Regions from separate parts of the Anser cygnoides genome. Here region 2 is linked to region 1. A link is a contact called in public Hi-C data. All regions are on one chromosome and are shown on one strand. The core of a region is the stretch at or near the end of the contact, and the rest is flanking DNA. Distances in the headings are between cores, read along the strand shown. Region 1 holds the start of FAM210A (family with sequence similarity 210 member A). Region 2 overlaps LDLRAD4 (low density lipoprotein receptor class A domain containing 4).

Region 1 (4,003 bases), core at 1,182-3,681:
AGGATTTTAACTTGGTATTCTGATAGGTAACGACTTGGTTCAAGCACTTTAGATCAAGGATTGACCTCATTCATGGCCAGGGATTCCTAAAAGGCTACAGAGTACCTCTGGTAGATTCCTTGACTTGACTCGGATGGTATAGCGTGGCAACATTAAAAAACAATAAAAAAGGAATACTGCTCAGGTTACAACAGTTTTCTTTTTCATTTTAAAATTTTAGATCGTGATAGCTTACCCCCCAAAAAACAAGATTTTTCTTCTATGTCCCTGTCCTTAGAGTAATAAAACTTTGTTAAGAACAGGAAGTTATATTTCAGTTAAAAATCATTAAAACTACATTTACGATTGTATTTTTAAAATAAAACTCCATTTAAATGACCCTTAACTATTTTCTTAAAGGGTCAGATCACTCTTTCACACCACTTTCTCACTTGCACCAACCTTTCCAAGAACCTTCCTAAGAAGACACAGGGTGGTTCAGTGGAAGGACTGGTTTCACTGTGCCGGAAAATACCGAATGTAAGCCTTATTTCTGAAATTTCACCAACAAAAACTGCCACACCCTACCAAGTTCTTAAGCATTCCTCCTGTCCCTGAAGATTTCAATCATATGTTAGGCCCAAACCTCAGTTATTTCAGTAGTTTTATTCCATTTTTACTCCTGAAATCTTGCTGATGTTGAATTTACTTCAGTGCCTAATTTTCAAAGTATGTTCAGCTTCAACAATCTGGGTTTATAGCGTATCAGCGCCAACAATAACTATGTTGGATCTTATTCCCAAGCTGCAAAACTGATTACAAGGAATGTTATGGATTCAACTACCAGTTTTACAGTCATTTTTAAAATCAGTACTTTCTGCTTTTGCCATTGTGTTAGTTGTGTCCTTATCTTTAAAGCCAATATTGAAGTCAAAACTCCATAGAGGTCCAAAAAACCTGTTGAGATGCAAGCTAAGGCCTGTTATCTCAGATAAGGGGACAGCAGTAACTCCCTGCCTTACAAAAACAGACCGATTCAGTTCCTTAGTGATGTCTATAAGCATACATGCAGAGCTGGAGTGGCTTGTCTGGAGATCACCTACAACAGCAGAATTACATGGATCCTTCTAAATACAAAAATCAGATAAAATCTTTTCTTATCAGCTGCTACAGTCTGTGAAGTAGACGTGTAGAAAGTCACGCTAAACAAATCTTTTTTATCTTACATTCCTTACATGCTCAGAGTCTGAATTTGCCTACTCGTTTTTGCCATGTGCAGGCCATCTGATATCCACCTACCCAAACCATCCAATGATTTTTTTTCTCCCTGATGGCAACGCTTCTCAAGCAGCGAGTGCAATTCCACAACGCTGCCGCAGAGGCCACTCACACCCCTTTTACCTCAAGCAGCCTTTGAACAGTAAAAGGAGATAAACACCTGCTGTCAGCACCACAGGAGATGGATGGTGGGGACACATTATCCTCTGTGCATACATTTCCCACACAGAAGCAGCTGCAAGTCAAATAACCTAGTGCACAGGCGGCAACTCAGATTCCAAATTTGGAACTTGCTCCCCATCTCTCCCTCAAGCAGCATAACTTTGGCAAATCGTTAAGTTTATACTTGTAACAGTAGAAGCCTCTTGGGGTTTAGATAAGCTGAGGAGCAGTAAGTTGCAGTCTGCTTAAGAATTAGGTTTGGTGCAGGCTTCTGGGGCACTTTGTGTGCTGCTGTCCAAACTCGTGCTTCCTCCCTTGGGCCAGCTTGCAGAAAGTATTTTGGAAGTGGACATAAATGAGGTGAAACGTGTAGGCTGCATTATCTGACACACATCTATACTTGATTTGAAATTAAAAGCAGTCTCTCCTGATGTAACAGCGTTGTCAGAGTCCTCTGACTTGGACAGCTCTCATGGTTAATTACCAGAAGCAGATTACCAACAAGAACCAGAACTCCAAGCAGGGTTACCAAAACCGTCCTGCCTTGTTCAGCTAGCCAGTGCCTCCTGGGGATCCCGAGGCCCCCACAGCAAGCCCCCAAAAAAACGCGTAAGGAGAAAAGGCTGAAGCCTCGAGATCGTAAACACGGCTCTGCCCGCGAGCAGCTACCCGGAGGGCGGCAGGGGGCCCCACGATGGCACCCGCGGGACGTGCCGCTTCCCCCCGCCCCCAGCGGCCGGGCCCTACCTCCCTCCCTGCCCGTACCCCGCGAGGCGCCCGCACCCGGGGGCAGCCCACCCGCCCCGGCCGCACCGAGCGGGTACCTCACGGCCGAGCCGCCGCCGCTCTTCCTCCACCTCAGGCCCGGCCCCGTCGCCGCTCCGGGCGGCGGCTGACCAACGGCCACCAACGGCCCCAGCCGCACGCGCCGTTCCCCGCCCCCCCCCGCGCGCGTCAGGGCAACGTGCAGCACCGCCCGTCCCCACCATCACCTTGAGGGCAGGCGGCGGGGCCACTGCGCAGGCGCGGCGGCCCCCCTCCGCGCGAAGCCTGCTGGGAGTCGTAGTCCTGTTCCCCTCCCACGCAGCACGCATGCGCAGTGCCGCTGGAAAGCCCTCCCCGTTCCCCGGACGTGACGCCACGGCGGAGGGGGCCTCTTCCGCAAACGGGATGGCGGAGCGCCCGGCGGGGTGAGCGCCGCGCCGCCTCCCCCCTCCTCGCCCGCGGCAGCACGGCGGCGGGCGGGGGGGGGAGCGGGGCAACGGCACAGGCAGGCGGCGGGGGGGGGGGCGGGGGAGAGCCAGGGGAGGCGGCGGGCAGCTGGGGGGCGGGGCCACGACGGAGCGGGCGGGGCCTCTGGGCTTGGGGGCGGGGGGGGCCTCGCCGTGGCGCCGTTGGTGCCGTTGCCCCCGGGCGCTGCCCCGTAAAATGGCGGCCGCCGCGCGCCAACGGCTGCGGGGGGTCTCTCGTTCCCCGCAGCTCCCTGGCGTGAGCGGCCGGCCGTGAGGGCTCTACCCCCGCGTGAGGGATGGCCGACCCCGCCGCGGCGGAGGGAAAGGACGGGGAGCAGCCCCGTGGCGATGCGGAGGGCGGCAGCTCCGGCACAGCGCGCCCCGCCGGCAGCGAGCAGCAGGAGGGCGGAACGAAAAGGAAGCTGGAGGAGCAGGAGGGGGAGCCTCCGAAGAAATCAGTGAGTACCGTAAGAGCAGCAGAAAATATTCCTCCTTTTACCTGGGAGGGTGACAAGGCAAAGTGATGTTTTATAAGACACTGCCCCTTATCATATATGCGCTTATAGAAACTGATGCTGTAGTTCTGATCCAGTCTACTTTTGACCTTTTGCAATACTTATGTATAATTTGAAAATGTTTTTGACCTAATGCTTTGTTTCTGTGTTCGTATCTGAATGGTAATCTAAGCAGTCTGGAAAAATTAATACCCTTTGTCGTGGCAGAAACACTACTAACCCTTTTGTCCTTTTGCTAAAGTAATTTTGGGATCAGGCTTAGAAGGGCAAGGAATATGCTGTTATTGCATAGCCTAAGGGTATGAAGAGGTTAGACTCTTTCAGATTAGACTGAAAGCAGCTGCCAGCAATCTAGATGCTACTGCTGATGGCTGTTACTAACAGTGGTTGCAGCAGCTGGGGTGCCTTAATGGATTGTGTGAATGTGTTTCCCTCACTTGTCAAAGTCAGCCTTTCTAGTTTAAGTCACCTTCAGTGGCTGTCAGGGGACCATCTGTGCTTACCGTGAAAAAGACTAGAAAGGGTCAAAATATTTGTTAGTCTCAGTGAGCTGAGTGCGGTAATAAAGAGGTGATGGGGTTATAAGTATTCCAGACAAGTAAGGCTGTGTACGTGCTCAAGGTTACCAAAATTATATGAAACGTTGAAGAACAAATGTACCATATTAAAGTCAGTCAGACCTTTTCTCCTGAGCGACTGGTATTTCAATGATAAGGTGTTTGGGCATTGACTTTTTTTAGTGGATTACTATTGGGATTGCTTTTAATTGCAATGTAAATTCACAGTGGCTGGAATTTTGTGGCATGTTTGTGGGTTCTGACTGAGAATTCTTCAGTC
Region 2 (4,587 bases), core at 1,020-3,519, 250 kb before region 1:
CTTATGTGGTTTGTAAAGCGCTGTGTTTACTGATGGTATTCTGCAAATTGCCGTAAAAATACGGGGGGTAATGTAGTGCCACTTACCTCATCTAATCTTTTTCTCTTCCCAGCGTAATAAAATGATACAATTATAATTGAAGAAGATACTAGGCTAATGTAGTCTAATGCTGTTGTTTTCAAGGAATTAGAAGCCATTTATCAGATATTTAGAGTAAAATGCCTCTTTTAATTCTTTGAAAATCGAGATGACAAAGTTTGGTTTGAAAAAATCTGCTTTTATGTACCTATTAACTTAATTTTGAGGATGTTTAAACACATATAGTTGGTATGTCCAAAGAAAGTGGTAAAATTTTAGGCACATGTTCTTTAAAAGCTGTGTCATAGTTGAGTTTGCTTCAGATATTTCTAAACATAGGAACCAAAATTTGGTTGATTCCAATTAAATAAATAGAAAATACATATTTTTTAACTTGATCCAGGTTCAGTCATGTATTAAAAGATGCTTGAGTATACATGGCAGAAAGGAAAGGAGAGATTTTTCCTGTTTTGAAATTTGGATGTTAGTTTTTGCGGTGTTTTCTGCAATATTCAGTGTTTTTATGGCTTCAAATTGTAGACTCAGTTGATTAGATGATAAATTTAGTTTTCATTGGAAGGAGGGGAGGCTGTGTTCAGCTTTGCTGATCCAGAGAAAAGCTGGAAAATGCTTCAGAGGAGCCCCGATTCACTTTATTCTTTGAGTGCCTTGATTTTGAGGACTGCAACCTGTGCCTTTTAAAAGATGGAGTTTGCGATGCACAGAGTAGCACATATCGAACAGGGAGCAATATTGAATGTCGGCTGCCGTTCTGTAGTAATGAATCCGCTTATGAATGGCTGTGGCAAGTTTAAAGGTTATTATCTCATGTTTGTTTACTTTGTAAAGATAAGATTTCAGAGAAAATCGAAGGGCACTGTCTGGAATTCTCAGTCACTGCAGTTCCATGGAGAATATTGATCAGTTCCTAGAGGTTGCAGGGGACTCATTATCTCCCTGCTCGTTGTAGGCTGCTGATGAAATCTCCAATATTTAAGCTTTGTGATTCTTTTATTGTTGTTTTGGCAGTTTGTCAAAATTAAATGGCTTAACCAAATCAATATGCTGTCTTGCTCGTTAACATCTGCATTTCACATGTCCAGATTTTTGTTGTTGTTTTGAACATATTCAGAGTGGATTGAGCCACAATGATGACAGAAGGAGCCTTGGCCTCCAAAACTCTTAGTCTCTAAGGAAATTTTCTGGAAAATAAACTCTTCACTCAGTTCTGCTGTCACAGTCTCCACCAAAATCAGTGATAATTGCACACGTGCCCGTGGGTAAGAATCTGCTGCTAAGGGATAGACACAGCACTGAACTTTACTTCATGAAATTCACTTAATTTAGAACAATAATTAGTGATATTCAGCAATGTTTAGCGGTGAGACAAATAACTGCATAGTTAAGAATAAATGAATAACTTCCTTTTTGTTGTGATGGCCTCTGTTTCCATTGGGTGACTATGTTCTTCTCACTGACTAAAGTTGTGGTGGTATGTGGCTTTAGATACATGTTTATCATTAACTAAAATAACACAGCTGTTAAGAAAAGGTTTATTGCCATGCCTGTTCTGCACGCTAAGCACATTCTGCGTGCATGTCAAACAAAATGCCAATTTAATAGGCTCCCTCCGAGCTTCCAAAGGAGTGATGATGAAAGTTTGGCAAGTTCACTTGTGCAGCTCTGTATAAAATCTGCAAGGCCATTATCTACCAGACACTTGCAATATGCATAATGCCAATGGTGTTTTTACATTCTTAGGAGTCTAATAAGCTACACGCGTCAAAACTGTAAAGTTGAATTATCTTAAGTGTGTGTAAATATGGCAATACAGATCTTTTCTCTTATTCATGTGGAACTGTTCCTGATCATAATAATTAAAAAATAAACAACATCAGAAATATTTAAATACAGCACAAGTATTTTAACATTTCACTGCTGTAGAGTGGGGTGGGAAAGGGAGGAGGGTTTGGAAATTCCTCCTGTGAGCGGCTGGGGCTCGGAGCCGCAGGACTCAGAGGCTTGCTGCCCGTGGCAGCTCGGCTGTGTGCTGTAGGTGTCTACTTTCGGTTTGAATCCAGTGACTTCTGGAACTAGCAAAATCTAACGTGGATTTAGTCATCAGTTGTTCTATTTCTTTAAAAAAAAAAAAAATATTAAAATTAAGACTCATTAATTTGATCTATTTGTTTTGATCAGAAATGTAAAGGAAAGCAAATAAAAGGCTTGTTGCAGACGCATCTGTCTACATCCTTACCTGACACCTCAGTAATACACTTAGCAGGTTGGCAAGTTCAGGCTGTCAGAGAGAGCATGCAGTGGTGAAAAGCTGTGTTTGTCCCAGAGTAGTTGGGGCACTGTGCAAATGGCCAGGATAGTGCTCTAACCTTGTTTCTGCTGTCCCTTTACTTCTAGCTTCATTCAGCTCTCCGGTCTCTGCAGCCACAGTTGCACAGGAGCTCTGTAGCCTTCCACAAAACAAAACTTTCCTTCTTCCAGGCAACGTCTAAAGTACTTAATAATACACTTTGTAATTTCCCTTTTTACCTCACATCAGATGACAGCTTGAAGAGCTAGGGCTGAGGGAAAGGCAAATTCAGGCTAACATTTTTCACAGAATCTATTTTGGGCATCAGCTTTGGGTGCCAGGCTTCAGAGAGCAGCTTTGGCTTAAAGAGAAATCGTGCGCTCTGACCTCGCGCTCACTCAGGTTTGAACTGCGGGACTCAGCACCCCTGTCAGGCTTAAAATGTTTCAGACAGAGTGACTCTTTTTGATAAACTGGATTTACGTGATTTGCCAGAGGTCAGATGAACCCACCCGGATCCAGAAAAGGAAAAGAGTTGTCCGAATGCCCAGTTTTATGCTTTGCTTTCAAGACTGACTTCTCCAGCCTCTTGGAAAATCTTGTCTTTAATGACAAGCCAGGAAGTCTTTTCAGCAGACCTGAACTAAACATTTATACCTTCACACCTCCCTTTAATGCCTTTCTGATTAATAGTAACTTTAAATCATGTTTTCCAAAGTTGAGTTTTGCTGCCTTCTGTTTTCGCCTTATCCAGGTTAATATTTGAAAGATAAAAAGTGAATTATGGAGTGTGTTTTCTAGCCACAGTGTCATATTTATGCTGATGTATCTCAAGTGTAAGCAGTTAATTTTTTCTGTCATAAGTGAGGAATAACTCGATCAGGATTACTGGGTGCACAGGATAGCTCATGCACTTCCACGTTGATCTCTGATCAGATAACGGGCCAGCAAAGTTGCAATTCCAGCAAAAAAAGAGCTGTGTTACTCTCAAAGGGAAAAGTGGCCTACTGATGTTTCAAATGTAAGTCTTCCACACATACAAACCCGCTTTTCTCTGCATATAATGCTGCTTCTGCTAGCAATTAGGAATTAGCTGCCTCCTGACCCTCCTGGAGATTAATGATCTTGGTCTACCTGGGCACAGCAGCCAAGTGATGCAAAACTTCTCCCTTTCCCCAGTTCTGATCTCTCATCCCTGCCCTCAATGTTACCAGCATTTCTGTGCTTATTGTCAAGTTTTTTTTTTACAGTCCAGTAATATGACTTGGGCACAGTTGCCTTTCTGTTCCCATGGGACTAAAATCTCTGCTCCTGATAAATTGGAGCTGAAAATTAGTGGGACTGGGGCTGGACTGTACAGGAAGAAGAAATTTCATGTTACTGAACTTAGCCAAGTTGGGGCGACAGTGTCCTGTTAAGGCCATGGTGTAGAACAAGACCTTCCTTAACCAGCTGCAGGAAGCTTGCACTGCCCTGTAGTGTTTTGCAGCTTTAAAATCTTTGTACTAGTTAGCTAATGTCTTTTTCTGTGTCATAGGAATGATAAGCAGACCTGGCCTGGGAAGTAGGGATATTTTTGGGGAAAAAAAAATCAAGATTAAAAGAAAAAAAAAGCATTTTTATACTTGCTTAAGTAATGGGTATCTGACTGTACATGGTGCTGTAAGCTTGAATTTTGACAGCTGTAACAGTCAAGTACAGTTCTGTTATTGTAGTCTGAAAACATCAAATGCGGGTGCCTTTAGTTACCTGGCAGCTTTCTGGTGTTTTGATGAAGAAGCCAGTTGTTTGCTCTGCTTGCTGCAGGAGCAGAGAGCTGATGTCTTAGCAGAGAGAAAAATACCTGGAAGAAATACTGGATGGAAAAATACTTGAGGTATTTCTGTATGTGGTAGCGAGTGTCTGAGGTCAGTATGGTGCAGGCGATCGGCTGGTCTGAGGTTGGCTGTTATGTTTTTCTGCTAAGAAATAACTTTTTGTGAAGCCCTTTAATCACATCACCCCTTGGTAGCAACAAGTTTTGTGTAGAGGAAGGCTTAAAAAGATGAAAGATTTAAGGCTGCCTGTTAGAAGAACTTTCCCACCCAAGACATCTGCATACTTGCTGATGCCTATCGTATTGTGCAAACGTTTCTACGCCACTTTTACATTAACATCAGACGTTTTCCATTTTCACCAGTGTTGTAGTTGCAAGGTTATAG

The links. A called contact is a pair of places that touch in the nucleus more often than the background predicts.
Region 2: a Hi-C map of liver shows a contact between it and region 1, with 2.1 times the contacts expected there. The contact joins the enhancer-like site here to the promoter of FAM210A in region 1. A contact is called at or near these places in 2 of 7 Hi-C or Micro-C datasets (both in liver).

Annotation. Positions count from the first base shown.
Region 1 is chr2:107,240,566-107,244,568 of Taihu_goose_T2T_genome, reverse strand. It overlaps FAM210A (family with sequence similarity 210 member A), which reads right to left and starts at 2,431. Exons shown (of 5, transcript XM_048077108.2): 1 at 2,412-2,431. It overlaps RNMT (RNA guanine-7 methyltransferase), which reads left to right and starts at 2,477. Exons shown (of 11, transcript XM_048077104.2): 1 at 2,477-2,609; 2 at 2,899-3,109. The coding sequence starts at 2,948.
Region 2 is chr2:107,487,158-107,491,744 of Taihu_goose_T2T_genome, reverse strand. The region is part of intron 1 of LDLRAD4 (low density lipoprotein receptor class A domain containing 4); the gene reads left to right. Among named protein-coding and RNA genes, the nearest start is that of LDLRAD4, 31 kb to the left of the region's middle. Within about 2 kb of position 2,269, at least 2 of the 3 cell types and tissues checked have open chromatin away from gene starts, as enhancers often do. A contact at or near this core is called in liver, where this site is marked.